Linked DNA regions of Mus musculus: regions 1 and 2 are each linked to region 3. A link is a contact called in public Hi-C and HiChIP or PLAC-seq data. All regions are on one chromosome and are shown on one strand. The core of a region is the stretch at or near the end of the contact, and the rest is flanking DNA. Distances in the headings are between cores, read along the strand shown.

Region 1 (4,072 bases), core at 1,062-3,561, 410 kb before region 3:
ACACAGAGAAACCCTGTCTCGAAAAACCAAAAAAAAAAAAAAAAAAAAAAAAAAAAGTCAAGAAAAGAAAACCAGAGATGCTGGGAAAAGCACTACCTTCAGATTTGGACTTAATGCTAACATACTCAATAAGCTTTCCTTTCCAGAAACATTTACAAGTCCTAAGAGGAATCACGACAAAAGGAAAACAAAGTTATTCACATTCATTGTTTCTTCACAGCACTATACAGCTACCCACGTGGCCAACACACGATCTGTGCAAGCGGTTCTAACCACAGTAAGCTTGGGACCTCGATAATGCTTTCTCATGTTCTCCTGAAGATAATGACGGTCATGCTGAAGGAAGCCCCATGTGTAGCATTCCTCTCTGCTGACAGGTACAGTGTTCAAGTTAGCCTATAGGTTTTAGTCAAGACCAATTATTCTAGATATGTACTGTTGTGTAAAACGTTTTCAATTAAAGGTGACTAATTTCCAACCCTCCCCCAACATAAGGCACCACTTATAAGACAAATCTGGCTGTCACAATGGGAAATTGTCATAAATCTTAAGATTAGGGGACAACACTGCTGTTAAATATATAATACCCAGTCAGACCCACAACAAAGTATCACCCTCTGCTCAGAACAGGCACAAACCAAGAACCCTATGTTACACCATGTTTGGGGATGTAAAGAAGTTCAGAGATACCAAAAAAAAAAAAAAAAAAAAAAAAAAAAAAAAAAAAACAGATCACAATTTTTAAAACTCTCATGTGTATTGCATGTAAGTCTGTGTGGGGTGTTGGATCCCCTGGGACTACAATTAGAGACAGTTGTGAGCTGCCATGTGGGTCCTGGGAATTGAACCCAGATCCTCTGGAAGAACAGCCAGTGTTCTTAACCAGGCAACTATTTTTCCAACATCTCAGATAACACTGTTACTTTTTAAACCTTTTGCCTGGTATCAGTATCATTTAACATTGAGTCGCTCATTTCAAAAGAGATCACCCAACCATAGGGCACTCAGAACACGACATAAGGAATCAGAAACCTAAGCAAGCCAGACTGCAGCATCACACAAGGGCAGAACTGGGGAGACAGTTCAGTCAGAAAAGTGCTCCAGCAGCAAGTATGAAGGCTGAGTTTGATCCCAGTATCAACATAAACCAAACAACATCAGCAACAAAAAACAGGTAGGAGACGATGTGCCTGGAAACAGGAAGATTCCTGAGGACCTCTGGCCAGCTAGTCTAAGCAATCCATGCACTCCAGATCCAGTGAGAGATACTATCAAAAAATAAAGTAGAAAGTGATAGTCGACAATAACTGAAGTTAACCTCTGGTCTTTGCATATATGCAAACACACATGCAAGAACATTTACACACACACACACACACACACATACACACACACACAATCAGGTAATCACAACTATGTCAACACAAGATGTCAACATCAGAATTGCACAATGATTACTAGGGAGTTGGATTTTTCTTTCTTTTTTTACAGATGAGAAAGAACTAAAGTCTTCACTGGCAACTGGTAGATTAAACGATGTATTTCTAAACCTAGGTTCAAGGAAGTTAGAGCTAGCAAAAGCCCTAAGTGAAGTTTAAGGGGGAAGGGTAAAGAGGAGTCACCTACTGAAGATACTAAGAATAAAAAAATTATTTCTGGGAATTAAATTAGATCTGCTACAGGAATGCAGTAATACAAGATGAACTCAGTACTCGCACAAGCCAGACACCCCAAGCTGCGTGTTACAGGAAAGAGCAAAGGCCTGATTATGAGCATGACAATGGTCCAAGTGGATCCGAGCAAAGGGCTCAAGATCAAGACCAATTACTCTCACACCCCATTTAACTAAAACAGCCTCCCAGAGCCTTCACACATCAAAAGAGGTTTTGTTTTGTTTTCTGACCTCTTGTGGGCACACGCTGATGTCATCCTTTCCAGATCTGAATCACCAGATGGAAATGGTTCTCTGACACAGATTTCCAATACATACCCTGGCATCAAGCTGCCCTAGATTTGACAAGCTACTAGAATGTCACTTGAAAGGGGAAGGGCTGTCTTTAGAAATATAAAGGTAGTTTTGAGATGATGACACTGAACAATATGAAAGAAAGAAAAGCTACAAAGACTTCCAAAGCAACCTAGGTCTCTTCCTGCTTTTGTGTGTGCATGTGTGTAGGTCAGAGGTTGACCTTAGGTGCCTTCCACCGTGTTTTGAGAAAGGGTTTCTCACTGAATCTGGACCTCACTAACTTGGCTAGGCTAGCTGGCCAGCTAGTCCAAAGGCTCCACCCATCCTCCTGTCTCTGCACCCCAGCACTGAGCTCACACATGTGCTGTGTCCGGCTTTCACATGCTGTCTAGATCCAAGTCACGGCCCCATGCTTTCACGGCAAGCACTATGGCACCTCCCCAGGTCCCTTGCTTTCTTTGGACTTTATAAACAACGCTTAACACTACCAATACTAAGCTAAAGAACTTATGACAACAAAGGAGCAACTGCTGCTGTTTTAGGTAAGCTGTGGCCTGCAAGCTTGGGGACACAACCAGTATACACCTGCAGTAGGGCACACACACAGCTTCCTTCACGTCACAAGCACAGTGGCAACCCCACTAAGATCTACAAGGAGGAGGTTTTGAGGGAAACAAGGAAATCTGTAATCACATTGTTCAGTGTGACAGGAGCAAACATGTTCAGGGTCTACAGTTAGTCAGACAACAGGTCTAGACAGAATAAACATTTGTTCTATTACCTTTCTGTTATGTTGCCATGGGAACCTGTTTTCAGGAACTTACTTTCTGCAACCAGATGATAAAGCAGTGTGTGTAGGCGGGATGTGTGTGTGTGTGTGTATGTGTGTGTGCGTGTATAGAGCGAGCGAGAGAGAGAGAGAGAGAGCGAGCGAGCGAGAGCAAGAGAGCCAGAGAGTGTGCAGCACATGAAGACAGCCAAGACAGGACAGAGCAGAGCTGTTACAAGGTATCTGTAGACAGGTATTGGTCACATCTATTCAAGTTAACATTCCTTGGAGTCTTACAGACAAAAACATCAGTGCCAAGTAACACAATGAGGGAAAGGCAGGAATGGAAAACAGACACAGAACCAAAGATTAAGATAAATGTGATTTTAAATGCTCGGATACTCTGAGGAAGATACAAGTGACTTAAAATATGAGCAAGTATTAAGAAAAAGCCTGGAAGTCAAAGATGTTAGAAAACACTCAGCCTGCCAGCAGCTCCTCTTTCTTTTTCAGCTGAACTCAGCAGCTAATCTCTTTGATCCCTTCCTTTTGGCAGCAAAACCCTTCAACAACAAACAAACAAACAAAAAAAAAAAACAAAAAAAAATTTTGAAGTAAGCATGTTATTTAGAGAGCTGAAGTGGAGTACCCTGAATTTCCGAGCTCAACAAAAATTCTGGCTCTGGCACTTTTGGACTTGTGGATGAAGAGTACAGGGCATAGGTCAAGTCCCTGCCATGATTTATCTCTCTTGTGCTTACATAAACCACAAACAGTTTAGTTAGTGCCTCGATCAGTTAAGGAACAGAAATGAAAAGCTAGGGAGCTAGACCCCAGCTCTGCTCTGTCTGCAACCCACCTTGGCTTACTTTTTCAGCACAGAAGTTGGTCTTTACAAAGGCAAATATGACCAGGTAGGATTCCTAGCAGCTGCAAACCCTCCCCCTTCTGATTGCTCCCAGATCCATTCAGCTCTAGCTGATGGTCATACAGCACAGGGTCTTCTGTTAACCCCAGCTCATCCACAGAACTAGGCTAAAACGCCAGCCTGGAGGCTGGAGTGCAGCTCACTGGATCCCATGGTTAGTGTGCACCAGCCCCCAGGGTTCCGTTACTAAAGATGCAGAAGAGAGAGAGAAGGAAAAGCAACCCACCTACTCTAGAAAGAGAGGGACTGATAATGCCTTAAATGAAGATCATGATAAACCAAAGAATCACATTAAGATGCCAGTTAATACGAAAGTGACAGCATCCAGGGAACTCCTCGACATTTGAGTCCTAAGCTTTAAGGGTTTAGCACAATTCCCAACATTGTCCACAGAAGGCAAAGCCAA
Region 2 (4,031 bases), core at 1,161-3,660, 280 kb after region 3:
CCCAGAGGATGACTGCAGTCTCTAGATCTCAGAGTTCTGCACCTGGCTGTGGTGAACTATTTGTAACCCAGGGTCAGCCTCCTTGGGATGTGTATGCAAAATATATCATGTCCCAGTGGATGTAGATAAGATGCACCGGGCCCTGGAGGGATGCACGTAAGGCACACCATGTTCCTGGGCGTGCATGTGAGATGTGCCAGGTCCTGCACGGACGCATGTAAGCCACAAGAGGCAAGTTCCCTGTGGCAGGGCCTCACATGAGTGCTCACCACCGGACTTCCTTTACACCCGACCAACGACGGCAGGCCGGCCGCTGACTCTCTTCCTTAGCAATTCTGAACCCCTTCTTTTGTCTTAGAATCCTGGTCATGTGATGAACTCATGGGAACTTCCTTCCTGAGATAAGGATGCCGCCATCTATGCCCCAAACAGAATTCACTCAGGGGTCCACCCAATGGAGAGGAAGCCTCAGGAAGTCAGATCTCATTACAGTCCCACAACTTAGAACCATGATGTGTGAGTGTTTAAAAGGCGCCAACATAAACTAATCCAACCAACGGGAAACAGACGAGGAATGAGAGGCAGCCACATTGCACAGAGAGAGGCAGGAAAGAAAGCACTGTCTCTGACGACACAGTGTAGGGTGGAACCTGAGATGGCTTTTACAGCACAGATGATCAGGAAGTGGCTTCCACCTCCAGCCACACCACAGGCCAGCCTTTCCCCATCCTCAAAAGCATCCTCCCTTGGCCTGCCCACTGTACTAGTCCTCGCCTGTGGCCTTCTCCCACCACCAAGCACACTGTCAAACCTGCTCATTCACCCTTTCCTTCTCTGCTTTCTGGAGTGCGCATGTCGTGAGCGAGAGACTTGGTCTTTCTGAACGATGCTATTTTCCCTACGGCACCTACAGCAGTGCCTGAGACACAGCAGGCACTCAACAAAGCAGCCTGATGAATAACTGCACAGAGAAAAAAAATAAACACACAGAAAAGAAGAGAGACTCCTACTGTGTCTCAGATACAAATGCTTAGAAGCATACAAACCCTTTTTGCCCACAGTCTGTCAGTGCCATGACTATGAAACTCGAGCCAGGCTGTGTAAGAATGTCCTAGAAAGCGAAAGCTGGCCGTGGTGGTGCACCCCTCTAACTCTGCTGCTGCATCTGAGGCCAGTCTGTGCTGCATAGGGAAACCTTCAGGTACCCCCTCCCCCAATTCAGAGAATATGTTTCCATGACTCTCAGCTCTGGGATAAAGAGCACATTTTTATCAGCTACACATTAACTTTCACTACCTGTCATGCATCACCAAAGCTTTTTTTTTTTTCTTTTTTTTTTAAATGTTGGGGAGCTGGAGCAATGGCTCAGAGGTCAAGAACACTGACTGCACTGCTCGTTCAGAAGACCAGGAGACCTGGGTTCAATCCCCAGTTCCTAAGTGTTGGTTGACAATCTGTAACTCTAATTCAGGGGATCTGATGACCTCTTTAGGACGCCATGGGCATGAGGCATGCATTCAGTACACACATACATGCAGAAAACATCCATACACATACATCTCAAAAACCAAAATAAACCAAAACATGGTGGTGCAGATCTTTAACCCCAGGATTTGGGAGGCAGGGCAGTGGATCTTGGTGAGTTTGATGCCACCTTGGTCTATGTGTTGATTTCTAGGACAACTACATAGTGAGGTGCATGCCTTAGTGCTCATGTTTGTTCATGTAGTAGTGTCATTCTCTCTCTCTCTCCCCCCTCTCTCTCCCTCCCTCCCTCCCTCCCTCCCTCTCTCTCTCATGCATACACACGCACACACACACAGCTGGCAAATACAGCACCACAGAATCTGCCCCGTTGTGTGTGCTGTACCCACTGGGCTCACTGGCCCCTTGCTTGCTGTGAGGACAGCAGGGAAGCCGGGCTGGGGGCAGGAGGAGACGCCTGCAGCTCAAGGAAGCCCAACGGTGCGGGGTCCAGCTCTCTGCTTCCCCGGCATGCTGCCATGATAGCCCAGGAAGGCAGCAGGAGGCTGACTGGTCTGACCACAGACTGAGGAGCCAGGACTTACAAGTTGCAGGTAAATGGCAGATACTGAGAGCCCCTGGATCTGACACAAAGCCCGGAAGGCAGAGCTGCCAGGACAATGCTTCAAACCTAAAACCAATGGAAACTCAGAGGGTAAGGCTTCTACTCCAGTGTGAGCCAGGAAGCAACTTAAATAGACATTCCAAGCTCCGAGCTGTCCCCAGAGGTGGGAGAGCCACATTCTTGTTTAGAGTGGGAGTGCCCAGGATCAAGCACGCCAGTGTACATACCAAGGGACAATGCACACTGCAGATCGTGGCAAGCTGAGGGTTCCGGGTAAAGGGCAGACCTCCTTGTCTGCACCCACCTCTAGGTGGCGAGGGAAGCCAATGCCTCTGTGGAGCTGCACCAATCACCTCTCTTCTTGATGACGTCATGCTGGCTCTAAGGAGCAGTGCGGGGAAGGGGAAGCTCAGGGCTTGGCCTGACAGGGTGCTCTGCCTGCCGCCTCTTCCCCTCTCAGGAAGGGGCTCAGCCGAGGGTCCCTCAGCCACCATTTGAGACTGAGAGCACGGCACTCTCCACGTGGACATTGCTGAGCAAGTGTGGAGCTGAGCACGCATACAGAGCACATCACTGCTTTCCACCATCTCCCACTTCTTTAATATTTATGAAAGCTGATTACAAAACACAAATTTATCACTTAAGCCTTCAGCCAAGTGTTTCCTGGCTTGCGTGTTTTTGCTAAGTAGACAGGCAGCCTTCTGTGGTTTTCTCTTCCATAATCTCCAATCCCATTCAAAAGTAGGCACGTGGGGGAACTAGCTGACCTCACAGACTTCTGTACCTCGAACCACAACCTGACCAGGCAGTTATTTTTGTTCTTACAGTCAGCCTCCACATCTGAGTTTCAAGCAATTGTGAAACACAGTGAAAAGTTAGGGAAAGCAAACACACCACCAAGCACCCGGGAAGCAAGCAGGCGGATCTGAGTTTGAGGCCAGCCTGGTCTACAGAGTCAATTCCAGGACAGCCAAGGCTACACAGTGAGAGCCTGTGTTGAAAAACAGGAAAATAAACTAACAAAACAGCTGACACCCATGGTCTACATGTACCGCCTGTTCTCACTGTCTACACCACAGAGTCAAATGGCTTCATTAGGCACCTAGTACTCCAGAGACACCGTGAAGCATGCAGGAGTGCCTGAAGAGGTTGTCAGCGGCTCCACCATCTTGTGCAAGAGGCTTTAGTATCCTTGGGTCTTGCTTGGCATGGGAGGCTTGGTTTACAGACACTGTGGTGTACAAAGCATTTAGTTCTGGCATCCATCGCTTTTGCTGCTGCATGCATGACTGTGTGCAGGAGACAGGCTGGGGGCTATCTAAGGAGACTGAGGTATGGAGCCCATCACTGAAACTGCTGCTTTGGCAGGACAGAGCCCTGGAGCCTTTCCTGTGGCTGGAGGTGGGAAAAGCTTTTCTGCTCCCCACCCCTACCCCAGCACACAGAACACCCAAGTATTGCCAGCAAAGGGGAGTTTGCTAGAACATCTTCTCTGCTCCAGCACAAAGCATCACATTTGCTTAGGGGTGACACAAATGAGGTCCCTGCTTGAGGAAGATCTCACACTTGACTGAAGAAGACTCGATAATGACACTAATCCTGGGTACAGTGGCGATGTCACAGCCTGGGGCAAGAGGACTATTATGAGTTCAAGGCCAGCATGGGCTACCAAATGACACACACAAAATGAGCCAGCATTTACTTATGCAAACAGTGAATTTTAGGCTTCTCAGTGGAAGGTAGGCTGCAGGGTCAACTCACAATTGGGAACCCATGCTGGAGGATAAATGAGGGCTGGAACCTGGGCAGGACTGCTGCTGGCAAAGGCCCTAGAGGAGTGGTGGCCTTTAACTGAGGGATGCAGAAAGCCCAGCTCTCCCTGGGACTGTCAATGCAGAGCATAGGACAGGTTAACAAAGGTTGAAGGAAGGGAACGGACTTG
Region 3 (3,708 bases), core at 540-3,039:
TTGTTTTCTTCTTCCACTGTGTGAGTCCCAGGATCAAACCCTGGTAGCCAAGCTTGGCAGCAAGCGCCTTCGCCCTCTGAGCCACCTCACTGGCCCAGGCCTAGCTCTTTCTGTGAGTGCTAAGTATCTGAGTGCAGGTCCTCATGTATGTGTGCAGTCATTTCCGTAATGGCCTTAAAGCTCTGTTTCTGCCTCCTTAGCCTCCCCACTGCTGGGGCCACACCTGCAGCACAGCAGGTTAACACTCTACCAACTGAGCCCCATCCTCAGCCTCTTTTCTTCCCTTGACTCACAGTCTCATTTCTGGAGTCCAGGCTGGCCTGTAACTCAGCCTCCTGGGAACTGGGACTATAGGCGTATAGTCACACGCCTGGTCATAGCATAGATTCTGAATGTTGACTAAAGGCCCGGATGTTCAAAGCTTGTGGTGCTAACGGGAGGCAGGACCTCCCGCTACCGTGGTCACTGGAGGTGAGCCTTAGAGAGGCACGTTGAACCCTGTCTCTTCTTTACAATGCATGACTCACCATAGACCCCAAAGTAGTAGGGTTGGCTGGCTGGGCTGGAACCTTCAGCATTGTCTTCCTGAATAAAGCCTTTCTGTTTAAGGCTGTCTGTATGAGGTATCCTGACACATCAATGGACCTAACACTCCTCTCACTCCTGCCTGCTGCTCTTAGGAGATACCTTTGTTCACCTGATACGCCTGCAGCTGGTCCCAGAATCCCTGCCAGGGGCCTGAGACACCTCCCAAGGGTCTTTGTTTACCGGGAGGAACAGGAGAAGAGGTGGCTTTTGCCAGGCCCCACCTACTAGCCAAGGGTCTTTTTGGATTGTTTGGGTCTGAGATGGTCTAATTAAGTAGCCTGGATTAGTTGTGAACTCACGGTGCTGCGCCTGCCTCTGCCTCCCAAATGCCACCATGCCTGGCTCGTTTCATTTTGTGCAAGGTCACTTGCTGGTCGTGCTTAGGACTGGGACCTGCAGCAGAGGGTGCACTGGCACTGCCTGTGTTCCAGAACTCTACTGGGTACTGCCCATCCCTTCCTTCATGCAAAGCTTCGAAATAACCCTTCAAGTCAGGCACTGTGCCCCTCTATAACAGGCGGGAGAACTGTGGTTGATGGGGTTAAAGATAGTGGTGAGGACGGCTTTCCTGATCTGGCTGCGCTGTGATAGCCAGGTTTCCGTTCACAGGCTAGTCTGCATTCATTTAATCCCAGGACTTAGGAGGCAGAGGCAGGTGGATCTTTGAGTTTGAGACCAGCCTGGTCTACAGAGTGAGTTCCAGGACAGCCAGGAATATATAGAGAGACTATCTCAAAAAACAAAACAAAACAAACAAAAAACAAAACAAAACAAAAAGGAGAGAAAGATAAAGACGTGACTGTCATCTAACTCAGGAGACTGGAGTACAGAGTGCTAACAGTTCAGAATGCATGTGGCTCTCTGTCTATAGGCGAAGGCTTCGAGAGAATGGCTGGGTCCTCTTTCCTCCTGGAAGAGGGGACCCCACCTCCATTATAGCTCTACACACACACACACACACACACACACACACACACACACCCCTCCCTTTATTGGGTCTGTCTATCTGGGAACCCCTGATCGGGGTGGCGGTGCGCACTCTCCTGCTGCCCACAGGCACAATCTTCCTGTCTCTAGAGCAGCTCAGCACTGATGGCGGAGGTCGGTCCTTAGACACTTGAACTCTGAGTAATCCTGGCCCTGGCACCCCACACGGCAATCAGTCTTGCCATCAGACTACAAGCTCAGCAAACACACACTATTGACTTATCCTCACGTCCTCACACGGTGGCGGAAGGCTGGAAGCACGCTGTCATCACAGCCATGAGGTGCACACAGCCTGCCTGGTTAGCCACGGTGCCACCAAAGCCTCACAGTTCTCACAGCAGGATAAGCTCTAAGAGCCCTGAGGCTGGGGAACTGGCTTCTCCTTTTTTGTTTTGTTTTTATTTTTGAGATAGGGTTTCTCTGTGTAGCCCTGGAACTTGCTCTGTAGACCAGGCTGGCCTCGAACTCAGGGAGGTATGCCTGTTTCTTGTGGGATTAAAGGCATGTGCCACCACACCCAGCTAACTGGATAGTTCCTTGACTGTTGTCCCATTTTGCCTGGACTTTGGGCTCCTCTGGGCTGGTGTTCAGCCCTGTCCACCACTGCCTGGCCCACTCTGGCATGGTGCCCAGCCCTGGACATTCACCAAGTGCTGCTGGGGAAAGAAGCACACAGAGAGAGGAGAGCCACTGGTCTACCTGGCTCCTGTGTGTGTGGGCTGCCATGGAGCGAGAGTGGACAGGGGAGGGGAGGGAGGGTTGTGAGTACCACCTCCTGAGTCAGTCCTGTGCCAGCAACGGCCCCAGGCCCTGTGCTTCCTTGTTGCTGTGTGAGACCTGCACTGCCGACCTCCTGGGGACACAAGGGTGGCAGGGAAGTTTAGTGTGGACCCACATGGAGGGGTTGGAGCCCTGCAGCCTTCCTACCGTCTCAGGGTTCCTTTGGGATCCCCAAAGGGACTCTGGGGCAAAAGCCCCAAACTCATGGGCACAGGGCAGGGGTTACTACTGAGAGCTGTGGAGGGCTCAGGTGAGGAGACTGAGACGGGGGGCCTGAGGCAGCTGTGAGGGTCCCTGTTTTGCTGTGGGTGGTCTCTGTGTCCTGATAGGATCTCACTATGTAGAACAGGCTGGCCTTGAGCTCAAGGGCTCTGTCTGCTTCTGCCTCCCAAGTGCTGGGATCAGAGAGAACGTCATCATGTCAGTTTATCCATTTCAACTTTGGGACAAAACAGAACAAGAGCTTTTAAGTTATGAAAGTCACACGTGGTTGCTGAGAAAGACGTACAGCGCAGGCTGTGTCTTATAACGGACACGCCTCACCCCTCAGGACTCTAAATCAACTCCTGTAGTCCTCTGGTTTGCACTGTCTAACATTTATTATACATACGGGTGTTGGGCTTTTTGTTCAAACAGGCTGGCCTGGAACCTGTGATTCTCCTGCTTCAGCTCCCAAGTGCTTGGATGACAGGCGTGAGCCACCATGCTTGGCTCTACCCTATTCTTTTAGATTTATTTATTATTATATCTAAGTACACTAGCTGTCTTCCGATGCACCAGAAGAGGGCGTCAGATCTCAATATGGATGGTTGTGAGCCACCATGTGGTTGCTGGGATTTGAACTCAGGACCTTCGGAAGAGCAGTCGGTGCTCTTAACCACTGAGCCATCTCTCCAGCCCCCTCTACCCTATTCGTTTTTTTTATTATTATTACATATTTTCTTCAATTACATTTCCAATGCTATCCCAAAAGTCCCCCACCCCCTCCCCCCCACTCCCCTACCCACCCATTCCCATTTTTTGGCCCTGGTGTTCCCCTGTACTGGGGCATATAAAGTTTGCCTGACCAATGGGCCTCTCTTTCCAGTGATGGCCGACTAGGTCATCTTTTGATACATATGCAGCTAGAGTCAAGAGCTCTGGGGTACTGGTTAGTTCATAATGTTGTTCCACCGATAGGGTTGCAGATCTCTTTAGCTCCTTGGATACTTTCTCTAGCTCCTCCATTGGGGGCCCTGTGATCCATTCAATAGTTGACTGTGAGCATCCACTTCTGTGTTTGCTAGGCCCCGGCCTAGTCTCACAAGGGACAGCTATATCACCGTCCTTGCAACAAAGGCTTGCTAGTGTATG

What was found. Hi-C and Micro-C count contacts between places; a contact is called where the count stands out from the background. HiChIP or PLAC-seq counts read pairs in DNA pulled down with a chosen protein or histone mark.
Region 1: a FOXA1 HiChIP or PLAC-seq map of pancreatic cancer cells shows a contact between it and region 3. The contact joins two enhancer-like sites. A contact is called at or near these places in 1 of 39 promoter capture datasets (hippocampal neurons), 1 of 115 datasets of contacts at active chromatin or transcription factors (pancreatic cancer cells) and 1 of 9 other capture datasets (adipose tissue).
Region 2: a contact with region 3 is called in a Hi-C map of the HPC-7 cell line, with 4 times the contacts expected there. The contact joins two enhancer-like sites. A contact is called at or near these places in 1 of 39 promoter capture datasets (liver) and 2 of 484 Hi-C or Micro-C datasets (the AML12 cell line and the HPC-7 cell line).

The regions. Positions count from the first base shown.
Region 1 is chr17:28,696,235-28,700,306 of GRCm38.p6, reverse strand. All of the region lies in intron 1 of Mapk14 (mitogen-activated protein kinase 14), which reads right to left. Among named protein-coding and RNA genes, the nearest start is that of Mapk14, 6.9 kb to the right of the region's middle. Within about 2 kb of position 2,311, at least 185 of the 459 cell types and tissues checked have an H3K27ac peak or open chromatin away from gene starts, as enhancers often do. A contact at or near this core is called in pancreatic cancer cells, where this site is marked.
Region 2 is chr17:28,011,835-28,015,865 of GRCm38.p6, reverse strand. The region is part of intron 12 of Anks1 (ankyrin repeat and SAM domain containing 1); the gene reads right to left. Among named protein-coding and RNA genes, the nearest start is that of Gm35290, 6.6 kb to the right of the region's middle. Within about 2 kb of position 2,410, at least 181 of the 459 cell types and tissues checked have an H3K27ac peak or open chromatin away from gene starts, as enhancers often do. A contact at or near this core is called in the HPC-7 cell line and liver, where this site is marked.
Region 3 is chr17:28,288,957-28,292,664 of GRCm38.p6, reverse strand. All of the region lies in intron 3 of Ppard (peroxisome proliferator activator receptor delta), which reads right to left. Among named protein-coding and RNA genes, the nearest start is that of 1810013A23Rik, 19 kb to the right of the region's middle. Within about 2 kb of position 1,789, at least 51 of the 459 cell types and tissues checked have an H3K27ac peak or open chromatin away from gene starts, as enhancers often do. A contact at or near this core is called in the HPC-7 cell line, liver and pancreatic cancer cells, where this site is marked.